Regions from separate parts of the Ovis canadensis genome. Here region 2 is linked to region 1. The links are chromatin contacts, called in public Hi-C maps. All regions are on one chromosome and are shown on one strand. Each heading gives the region's core, a stretch centred on a gene start, on an enhancer-like site or on the middle of the called end of the contact. The rest is flanking DNA. Distances are from core to core; before and after follow the strand shown. Region 1 overlaps DST (dystonin). Region 2 overlaps DST (dystonin).

Evidence for each region. Hi-C and Micro-C count contacts between places; a contact is called where the count stands out from the background.
Region 2: a Hi-C map of lung shows a contact between it and region 1, with 4 times the contacts expected there. The contact joins two enhancer-like sites. A contact is called at or near these places in 2 of 2 Hi-C or Micro-C datasets (fibroblasts and lung).

Annotation. Positions count from the first base shown.
Region 1 is chr20:18,560,990-18,566,902 of ARS-UI_OviCan_v2, reverse strand. DST (dystonin) reads right to left here. Exons shown (of 97, transcript XM_069564074.1): 4 at 2,873-3,080. Among named protein-coding and RNA genes, the nearest start is that of DST, 100 kb to the right of the region's middle. Within about 2 kb of position 3,357, the one cell type or tissue checked has open chromatin away from gene starts, as enhancers often do. A contact at or near this core is called in fibroblasts, where this site is marked.
Region 2 is chr20:18,697,734-18,703,646 of ARS-UI_OviCan_v2, reverse strand. All of the region lies in intron 5 of DST (dystonin), which reads right to left. Among named protein-coding and RNA genes, the nearest start is that of DST, 240 kb to the right of the region's middle. Within about 2 kb of position 2,781, the one cell type or tissue checked has open chromatin away from gene starts, as enhancers often do. A contact at or near this core is called in fibroblasts, where this site is marked.

The sequences.
Region 1 (5,913 bases), core at 2,108-4,607:
ACACCATCGCCAGGAAATGTACATCTGATTATCTCATCGCACTGCTTTTTATATCTTCAAGTGATTCTGCACCACTGACAGCTAAATAGTCCAGTCTCTGCAGAATTGCTCCAAAACATCCTAACGGTTCCCACTCTTCCCTACAAATCCCAGGCTTCGGCTGCACAGATGACTTGCAGTTTCCACCTGAACCCACCTCCCTGCTGAGTGTTTGCAGCTCCATACCGCGGAAGTGACTTCCAGCTCGCACCAGTCCATCAGGCTCATGAAACCTCCCCTCCCGCAGCGAGCCCCCCAGCAGCCCTTCAGGAAGCTGCCGGCCTCCTCTCGGTCCGGGGTAATCAGACTCTCCCTCTGGGTGCTCCTCATCCAGGCCCTCAGAGCCGTCACAGCTGGCCTCTCACCGTGCTGTGACTCACTCACGTGTGAGGTTAGAATTGCTTTCAAGGCAGAACCGACTGCACACCTTCATGTTGTCCCAGAAGCATAATAAACATGTATTGAACGTGAGTGACTAACGGGATCCCCAAAACCATATGGTCTTCTCCACTCGAGACATTTCCTCATTCCATTCTATTTTTACAACCTTAAACATAAATAACCGGGTTCAACTTTCAATTCTTTTATTACTAAATAATGAACACAGTGGACATCCCCACACCCTTTCTGGCCCTTGCCCTGTCTAGGGATGAACTTCACAGACAGGCTAGGTTTCAGGCCAAGTGCGAAAATGCCTAATAAAATGAGAAGCTGAAACCTGAATGATATGTTTTCCAGCTCTCCACTGTACCACAATCCCCTCAGATGACCCGACCCCTTACCCTCATCCTGGATGCTGTGTGGCAAATTTAACACATAATATACCTGAACTTCATAGTTTAGCCACATGATGATGAAACAGCTGTTTATAGACAGACCCCTCAGCCTATGCTCTGTGTGTGAGCATGGATGTGATTTGTGTGCAATAGCCAATTTACCAGTGTTTATTTTAAACATGGTCATTAGTACACGTCCATACTAGAGCCGCTTATTCTGTCTGTTGTTTTATTTTCTTTTGTTCTATTTTTGAAGAACTAATGTAATCTTAAAAGTCTGTAACTTGGAGGTCTCCAGTGCAGCAACTACCGCTAACTTTGTAGCAAACCCTTTACAGTAAGTAAGGTGTGGCCTCGCCCTCACAGAGCCGAGACTCCCCTGACCCCAGCGCCCACTGTTCCACTGCACCCCATCAGAACCCCCAGGTCCTCCATTCCCCACCGGGCATACACACCGCCTGCTACTACCACCAGCCGCTGCTGGCTGCCTGTCTAGTAGTTTATGTAATCTCATCCCCGGACAAACAGGTGCCCGTCCTTCTCCCCTAGCCCCTCCTTCAATACCAAAAGCAAAATGCCCATCTCTGCCACGTCCATCAAAACTCTTAGCCCAGGAGCACCTTCCGCCATCCAGGCATCCTGCTTTGGAGATGCAGGCTTGCCACAGAGCACCACCTGTCACCGTCTTCCCTTTCTGCCAAGACAAGTACCTGGTACCCTGGTTCCAGCACTGTCTCCTCCGCCCCCTGGGGGGGGTCATGACCAGGCAGGGAATCCAGCCTTGGTGACCAGACTCTCCGGTGCCCACCCAGCCCTCTAAGACCCCCCCAGCCGCCCTGCTCACTCTCCCTTGGCTCCCAAACTGTCTCCATCCTCCCTGCCCTGCCTGCCTCCACCCTCCACGTCAAAGGCCTGGGTGAGACCAGCCAGCATCTCACAAAAGAAGCCAGAAGAAGCTCAAGGCTGTTGCCCCAGAAACCCAGATGAGAGAATGGCTGGCTGGCGCTGTTTATTTTTCCCGTAATCAGAAAATCCCACTGGGGGGACCCTCGGGGGACTCTCAGCCACCACGGCAGCCAGGATCTGAGCTAGTCCCCTGCAGCCCCCTAGAAGGTAGGCAAGTCCCAGCTCTGCATGATGGTGGGAAGCAAGAGAAACTGAGTGGGCAGGGGCCTGGGAGGGAGAGAGGGAGGGGGAAAAGGCCAAATCCACAGTAAAAATCAACTCTGGTAAGCACCTCGGCTTTGGCCTTTCAAGAGAGCCCCCCCGGGACACACCCCAACCTACCCCATTGCCGTTTCTGAGAAAAAAATTAGGTAACAACCACCTCAAAAAGCGTAGCTCGTATATACACAAACCACACGGGCACTGCAGGCTGGGGGATAGAGTTCCACAGAAGGCTCAGCTTGCAGCTAAGTAAAACAAGCCATCCCTTCTGGGACCTACAGGCAGTGCAAGGGAACACCAGGTAACAGAAGAGAAACACGGGTCCCTCCCATGTATTAATTAATCAGGGATGCATGATGGCTAAACCCTCAAAAGCACCAAAGGGAGGAGCTGCTATGAACACATGATGCTAATAGAGATGCTATGCTTTAAAAAAAAAAAAAAAAAAAGCTGTAGAGAGCCCTATGCAATCTTGGGTACCAAAACCCAGGAATCTAGCCCCCTGATAAATCTGGTGGCTCGAAGCTCCCAGGCAAACAGAGAAAGGAAGCTTCCAGCAAACACACTGTGAAACACTGAATTAATACTTTCAGACTATCACGGTGGCGACTGCACATAAATAGGAAACTTCAGTGCAGATGCCTGTAAATATCCTCTTGGTTTCAAAGATATCGGTTCCTCCAACCAGAAGACAGGGCCAAACAGCTTAGTCACTAGCAGACAGGGCCAACTGCTCCTTCGATAAAATCGGGACAGAAAGTAAACATGGTCATCCTCCTCCCCCACCTTAAGCCTCAGCTCCCGGCCAGACAGGGACCCCCGGGGAGCCAGTGGGTGAATTTCCACCTCTCTGCAACCCCCAGCCAGGCCCCCCTGCCGCTTGCTCTTACCTGCGATCCTAAGCACTGCCCTCTCCGCGGGGTCCAGCACCGAGCCCCCGTGGATCTTTCTTTTCGATCGCTCATGTTTAGGCAAATTCCAGGGTAAGGTGTCTCCAGGAGCTGGAGATGCAGAGCCAGATTTCTGGCTGAAATCATCTTCGTCGGAAAAATCCGCAGAGGAAGACATGGAGCAGCGATAGGACGCGTTCCCGGAGCTCTACAGGGAATGACACAGAGAAAAGCATCAACGGCAGGCACTCGCGTCAGCTCGTCCATTTCAGCAGCCCCCTCCCTGCCCCCAAAGGGAGTCCGCCGTCCCGCACCCTCCTCCGCGCGGCGGGGGGACGCGTCCCAGGGCCGACCCCAGCGCTCACCATCTTCTCTGGGCCCCGGCTCCAACCCCAGCCACAAGGCCTGGGCAGCTCCGGTTCCAGGAAGATGGGCACCCAAGTGTGTGGCCTGTGGTTCGGCCACCAGCTCACAGATGACTGGCCCAACAATGAAGCCAGAATCCACAGCCTTCCTGTTACAAATCTATAGTATCTGGCTCCCCCACCAGGCAGGGACCGAGATTTTCCATTACGAGCTGCTGCTTAATTCATTAATGCAACTCGCTCCAAGTTGCAAACACAAAGCACAAACGCAGGATGCTGAGTCCTGACTCCTTTCCGCTTCCCCTCCCAGTCTCCCCTCCGACCAGGTTTGAGCCCCTCGTCCTTTTCAGTTCATTTTTTTCCTGAGTTTGAAGCTAGTTCCCAGACTCTTCTGGAGGAAGGAGGGAGGAGGGGCTGATTCTGAGAAGAGCCTTTTCTGCAGACCTGGAGGGCACAAAAGGCTGTTTGCAGAAGCCAAAGGCAGCGCCAGTAAACAAACGTCTGAACTGGGTTTAGAGCTCTCGAGATCATATAAACTTCGAGCAGACGAACAGCTGCCAGCGATGGAGACGGAGGGATGCGGAGGGGAGGGGAAAGAGCTCCCCGGCCCGGCCCGCCCCGTCATCACAGGGGGAAACCGGAGACGCGGCTCGGACCAGCGTGCACCGCCTGAGCTCGGTTCTCCCTCCAGGAGCGGAGCCGGGCGCAGGGCGTGTCCAGCTCTGTTTGCCCCGCAGGGAAAAGGCACAGGTCATTAGCCTCTTTTGGTTGGGTTAAGTTTGTGATAATTTAGTGAGCCACTCATTTACCATGAAAAGAGGCTGCTAACTGTGCGGAGAATAGGCTTACAAACAAGATAAAGCATCCATGGGAGGAAAAAAGAAAAAAAAAACCCAGGCTGTGTGACAACCTCCCAAAGCATGCGGGATAAACCAGAAGTGAATCAGGACCTGGCCTGCGCCTAGTCAGGCATGACCGACGTGAGGTCCTGATGCACATCTAGTGACCAACACCATTTTAAAAGAAAACGTACTATTTCCTGCAAAGTGTCTAATATTTATCTTTGGCTTTACTCTTTCCCCTCAAAAGCAGTTCTCCATTTTACATGAAACGCATCACTTTGGCTAATTATCAATTTATTACGTGTGATGCCCTGTGTGTTTTCTTAGTGGAAATCGTGTGCTGCTGCTGCTGCTAAGTTGCTTCAGTCATGTCCGACTCTGTGCGACCCTAGAGACGGCAGCCCACCAGGCTCCCCCATCCCTGGGATTCTCCAGGCAAGAACACTGGAGCGGGTTGCCATTTCCTTCTGCAATGCATGAAAGTGAAAAGTGAAAGTGAAGTCGCTCAATCGTGTCTGACCCTCAGCGACCCCATGGACTGCAGCCCACCAGGCTCCTCGGTCCATGGGATTTTCCAGGCAAAAGTACTAGAGTGGGGTGCCCTTGCCTTCTCCGGGAAATCGTGTACTAGGCAAATAAATAAATACCACTGATTTTCTGTATTCACTGGAATCCACAGAGTTGTGAGGAGGCATTAAGTCAGTCACAGGATGCTACTATCAACCTACTTTATTTTCCATGTTTTTCTGAAAATTCGTCTTGAGCTCTATAAGGCTGTGATGCTGGGTAGGTCTGTGAAAAAGGATGACATTCTTGAAGACTTTCAAAAGGGTAACAGGTTTCCTTGGTTGCCTTCTGTCTTCTTTAAACTGGCTTCCTACCTGTCCTTATGAAAGGTCATCTTTTATCTATGAGCTTGTATTTCTTGTTGTTTCATGCACTCCAAATGACTACTCCAAGTGAGAGTAGTCATTTGATTGTTTAGAGACAGACTTGGGGAATAAACGGTTAAAGGACTGCCTCCATCCAAAAACTCTGATTATTGATTTTTGTAGATGAAGTAAATTTTTCTAACAATTAGAGTCTCAGCTAATGGAAGAGCAAAACATGATTTATGCCATGACATAAACACCACTCATCACCCAGCCAGATGGGATCATTTACGACCCTGGACCCAAGGGTGTTGGACTGGTACAGCCTCTAATCTGGACGTGTCTTTGGTGAACGGGTAAGAGAGAAAGGAAGACAAGGCAATCGGCAGCACCTCCTTCAACAACACAGCACAGTGAAATACACACGCAGACAGAGGGAAAGCACGCTGGCTTGTACACAGCGAAGTCTCTCCCAGGCTACAGGACTCGAGTGCTAACCATCAAAGCATTTGGTTTTTCCCCACAACAATCTTTATGGACACTCTTTAAATATAAGGTAAACTATACAAAATTAGGCCCATGTGAACCTTGAAAATTGAGAACAGATTTTTTTTTTTATCATTTACATGCTTCGTATTCTGAGAATGACCTTTGAATTCACTTTTTAAATTTTAGACATATGCACTCAACAGTACAGAAATTTTTTTCTATATCTTTTTAGCCTTATCTGGCTGCTTTATTGAATCTGAATTTTCTATTTTAATTGGTGGTGTTTGCTGTTGGCTCTTTAGCTGCCAACAAGATAGAGACTAAATTGGTCACTTTTTAAGGGCTACTGAATTGAGTCTTTTAGGTTACAAGTGTGTGATTAAATGAGTGCTTTGATTTTAATGAATGAAGGTTGTCTATGGTTTCTGTCTTCAAATTTAGGGAAAATATACTTCAAATCTTAATAAATTTGC
Region 2 (5,913 bases), core at 1,532-4,031, 140 kb before region 1:
TTTCATATCTATATGAGGTGATGAAGGCTCACTAAACTTACTGTGGTCATCATTTTGTAACGCATGTAAGTCAGGTCATTACACTGCAAAGCCTAGACTTATACAGTGCTGTATGTCAATTATATCTCAATGAAACTGGAAGAAGGGAAAAAAAGAAATTCTTTAAGCCATCATTGAGTATTAGACTATGTCAGCACTGTGAATCCACAGCTCAGGCCATCCGTGTTCAGTTCAGTATTTTTAGATGTACACAGTGGTCCTCCCAGCTTCAACAGCTTCCCTCTGAGCTCATTGATCTCTCCTTCTTCACACAGACATTTCTTCTATATCACATTAAGATCATCTTTTAGGATTTAAAATAGCTCAACTGGAATTCCATCACCTCTACTAGCTTTGTTTGCAGTGATGCTTCCTAAGGCCCACCTGACTTCGCATTCCAGGATGTCTGGCTCTAGGTGAGCGATCACACCATCGTGGTTATCTGGGTCATAAAGATCTTTTTCATATAATTTTTCTGTGTATTCTTGCTACCTCTTTTTAAAATCTTCTGCTTCTGTTAGGTCCATACCATTTCTGTCCTTTATTGAGCCCATCTTTGCATGAAATGTTCCCTCGGTATCTCTAATTTTCTTGAAGAGATCTCTCGTCTTTCTCATTCTATTGTCTTCCTCTATTTCTTTGCACTGATCACTGGAAAAGGTCAGTTTTCATTCCAATCCCAAAGAAACGCAATGCCAAAGAATGTTCAAACTACTGCACAACTGCACTCATCTCACAAGCTAGCAAAGTAAACCTCAAAGTTCTCCAACCCAGGCTTCAACAGTACATGAACCATGAACTTCCAGATGTTCAAGCTGGATTTAGAAAAGCCAGAGGAACCAGAGATCATCAAAAAAGCAGGAGAGTTCCAGAAAAAACATCTACTTCTACAGAGGATAAGATGGTTGTATGGCATCACTGACTCAATGGACATGAGTCTGAGCAAGCTTCAGGAGTTGGTGATGGACAGGGAGGCCTGGCATGCTGCGATCCATGGGGTCGCAAAGAGTCAGACACGACTATGCAGGCAACTGCTTCCAAACTCCATGGCAAGTCCAACGTGACTCATCCCCGGCCCCTGACACACTGACCGCTCTCAAGGTCAAGTTCTCCACCGGCAGGGCACATCCCCCTCTTCATCACCAGCTTCTGCCTCCCCCTGCTTGTCCTCCTCATCAGCCCCTTTTAAAACCAGTTTCTGAATTTCTGTTCGGTTTGCAGCACAGCCAACCTGACAGTGCCTGGAAACAGTTTTCTAAGATCCTAAGGCATGTGAAACCTAACCACACCTGCAAGACAGGGCTCAGGACGCACAACCCCAGACACGGCCCCTGGGCAGACTGGACGTTTCCAGCCAAAGGAGGTAGGAGACAGCGGGTGCTGGAAGGGCGCTGCCACCACCCACCCCCAAGCACGTCATGGGACCCTCAGGGGGGAGGCGCTCGCTCTGCACCTGGAGGAAAGGAGCATCCTTCTCTCTGCAGGTGAGAGGAATCTGAACAGACAGGCCTTCCTGAACTTCTCAAGTTTATTACCCTTGGCTCACACCCTTCTGTTTTGCGACGTTTCACCATGACCCTCCACTCCCCACCAAGCCTGGTGTTAAAAAGCACTCAGGTTAACCCTTTCTTCAGGTCATTTCCCCTCGAAGGCTCCTAATTATACAAAGTTATCAAACAATCTGTATGCTCTTCTCTTATTTGTCTTTTGTTTTACAGCCCAGCTAGGAGCCTAGAAAGGTAGAAGGAAAAGACTTCTTCTTCATAAGCAATAAGGCTTCAAAGAATCTACTAATATTGCCAGCAAACTATTAGAAAATTCCCCAGTGAGGAAAAGCTAGCTTCAATCAATATTCTTCTACATTCTGAGCTGAGGGAAATAACAGTAGGTAAGTTGGACAAAGTTTACTTATTCATCTATTTATATGTATGTAATTTTTACTGTTGTTCAGTCATCAAGTCGTGTCCGACTCTTTACGACCCCATGGACTGCAGCAGGCCAGGCTTCCCTGTCCCTCACCATCTCCTGGAGTTTGCCCAAGTTCATGATACCACCCAACCATCTCATCCTCTGCGGTCCCCTTCTCCTCCTGCCCTCAATCTTTCCCAGCGTTAGGGTCTTTTCCGAAGAGTCAGCTGTTCACATCAGGTGGCCAAAGTCTTGGAGCTTCAGCTTCAGCATAGGTCCTTCCAAAGAGTATTCAGGTTGGTTCTTTTTATTCCTATTATATTGTTTTATTTACTTGTACATATTTAACGCTAGATAAATACATTAATGTCAGTTCTGAATAAGAGTAAACTTCCTGCCCTTGACGTGAACGGAGGCTGTGGAAGAACGCAGAGCATCAGCATGGCGGCCCCTCCTGCCTGACCCGGCGCCTCTCGTTCTGTACCCATAATGCAGCGGGGCTCGCTCCTCAGCCTTCACAGGAAGGAGTCATCATGGACCGCCTTTCCTTCCAGACTTTTACCTCACTTCCCAGAAAGTGACGCTTTTCATCCTCCATCACAGTAGTCAGGGGTATGTATCACAAACACGGGCGAAAGCGTCATCTGGTTTCCAGCTCACTCAGGAAGCAACAGATTCCTCAGGGCCCTGACAGAAGCAGCATGTCAGGCACGGCGCTGGGGTGGGCTTCAGCCTGGAGTCCAGAACAGACGACGCAGCAAAGCTGCTGCGGGGCCTACCCGGGACGGAAGGGCGGGGCCTACCCGCGACGGAAGGGCGGGGCCTACCCGGGACGGAAGGGCGGGGCCTACCCGCGACAGAAGGGCGGGGCCTACCCGCGACGGCAGGCCAGAAAGCGTGTGCGGCCAGACAGGGCTGTCAGCACCACTGGGCAAACCGCCTTTTCCTCTCCTTCGAAAAGGCCTTAGTCAGCGCCCTCCTCCAGCGAAACCCCGGCCTCCGGGAGCGCTGCTTGGCTTTCTCATATGCTTTTATCTGTGTCTCTAAACGCTTGTAAAGCATACTGACTAGAGAATAATGCAAATAAAAATTTATGGCAGAAGCATCACAGCAAAGACTAGAAGTCACTCAGAAAGAGACGAGCGCTGTGCTCGCTTCGGCAGCGCATGTACTAGAAACGAGAGCTGCGCCTCAGCACCGCGCCTTTCCCCTGCGGCCGCGTCTGCTCCTCACAACCGCTCTTCAGCCCTGTGGCTCTGCTAAGGCAAGACGGGCCAAGACGGCGGAGCTCTCCTGGAGAACGAGAAGGACCAAGGACTCCGCCACGTTTCAGCCCATCCACGCTACTCAGGTCATGTCATTACTGAGCCTCCAGAATGTCACTGGCTGAACAAGGGCTCAACCGGACAACCCACGTTACACAGCCCGTCCAGCTTGTGGCCCAGCCTAGGCATTCAAAATGGCAGTGTTGGAAGCAGAAGTAATACTGTTATCAACAATAAGGAAATCAAGAAAAATTATAATTGACCACAAGACAGAACTAAAGTCATCTGATGAATTACTCAGTCAAGCTGTGATGTTCTTAATTTGAAAAGATAGTTCATTACTGTATCAACACGCACTAAAATCTCAGAAAAGGGCTTATCTTCTTGCCATAAAATAGTTTGAAGTTCAAAATACATTTTACTATTAATTGATCTTCCATTCTCTATAAACCCCTGTTCTGTAGTCTTCAAAAAATGTTCATGTCATAAAAGTCTGTTAAAGGGCTGTTAAACTGTTTCTAGCTAAAGCAGGATAAAGAGACACACAGCAACTAAATGCAACAGCTGACCACAACCTGGAAGCTGCTCTGGGGTAACAGTGCAAAGGACCAACCACAAAACTGAAACACGGGCAACAGACTGTGAGCCAGCCTAACTGGATGAAGTAGGTAGATGTGGGGCTATGAAAGAGAACACCCCTGCTCTTGGGAAAGGCTGCAGTACTGAGGGGGAAAGGACCATGTGTATAGGACTTACCCCCACGTGGTTCAGATAAAAAATACACACACACACACACACACACACACACACACGGTATTACAGTCATGATACAGCAAACAGGGTAAGTGCTACCAAGTCAATCTGAGTAATGAGCATACATAACAGGGCTCCTTGTACTATTTTTTTTTTTACAACTTTTAAAGCATAAAATTATTCCCAACAATTAAAAAATATAAAAATAAATCTCTGGTCTATCCCTATTAATTTCTGCTTCACAAAGCTTATCATAAACGAATGACATGACTATATAGTCTTGCGCTTGGAAAGCAAATGCATCACCACCTAGTTCACCGTCCTACCAATGCATGAACCATTTCTGTCCCACCTCTGATAGACCCTACCTACATCCCCACAGGATTTCGGTGGAAATTTGGAATGGCTGGGGAGTGCCTATCCCATGAAGCCTTAGCTGACTTCACATGAGGCAGTTTTATTGGTTCACATATAAGAGGATGATTGATGGTGGCCCCAAAGATATCAGGTCCGAATCTCTGGAAACTGAATAATACCTTATTTGGAAAAGAATCTTTGCAGGTGTGTTAAAAGTCTGTGGTGCGAAGAGTATCCTGGATTATGCCCATGGGCTCGAAATCCAGTCTCTAGCATCCTTATTAAAGAGATGCTCAGGGGTCCTAACACATGGACCAGGAGGCAGCATGTGGCCACGGAAAAGGCAATGCTTGTGTCCCCAGATGCTGAAAGAAACAGGGACGGCATTCTCCCCAAGAGGTTCTGAAGGGAGCACAGCCTTGCTACCACAGTGATTTCCGCCCAGAAAAACTGAGTCCAGACTTCTAGTCCCCAAAACTGTGACTGCATAGAGATCACTGTCCTAAGTCACCAAGCCTGTGTAATTGGTTATAGCAGCCACTGGAACCTAAGAATATACCCTTAGATCAAAACACACTTAAGTGACCACCTATTACTGGGCACTGTGGATGTTTACAGAGAGGTTTTATATTGAGCTTACATCTTCAAACTATAAAGTATCCATCGATCTTTGGATCAAATAAATCCTAAACTGTAGCTTATATGACTACCCTGACCAATATCGGAAAACACCCATCACGTTTCTCCATAATCCTCTTTTCTCAAAGTCTCCTCTCAATTGTCCCCATCATCCCTCATCCAAGAGATGTTTCTAGATGCTCACCATCATGGTTGCCTCCTGCAGTCACTTTCCTTTTGACTGCCCCTTTATACGCAGTCAGGACCTGAACAAACACCCTGGATGTTGGGTGCCAAGCACACTCTGAGCTCTGCTAACACAGCCTGCGTGCAGGCGCACCACTGCTGTCAGTCTGAGGTCATCAGAACCCCCAGCTCCGATGACAGGAACTGCTGCCCACCAGACCTTCTGCACCTTCTAAATCCTACGGGGAAATCTTCAGTCTTTGAGCAGAACTTCACATTTTCACTGTTAAGTTCTCTTTCTGATGAGACCAGAGGTCCAGCATTCTTGATCTATTTACTACACAGAGTGTTCCTTCAACCTATAATCTGATCATCAGGCCTTCTACAACCCCATCTGAGTACCAGCTATAAAACAAGGGGAAGAACTAAGAACTAAGACAGAGGCCCCGCAGTCCCCTCTGTAGGTTCCCTCACTCAGCAAACATGGAGCCACCAGGGGAAGGCAGCCCCATCACAGAGTTCACAATGCCGTCACCTGTAGTCCCTTAATGCCTGCGTATGCATTCAAGGCTCCCCAATGGCAGTTACATGACTTCAGAATGCCAGTTACACCACGTTGCTCTTGTCCTCAGGCACTTCCAACAACATCCCTGGCTGACTCATCCCATCTGCCTCTTATCTGTCCGCACCATCTCTTTTTTTATTGAGATACAGCTGACTGATGATGCTGTGTTAGCCTTGGGTGCAGCTTCGCCGTTTCTCTCCACCTGATCTCCTCCCAGCAAAC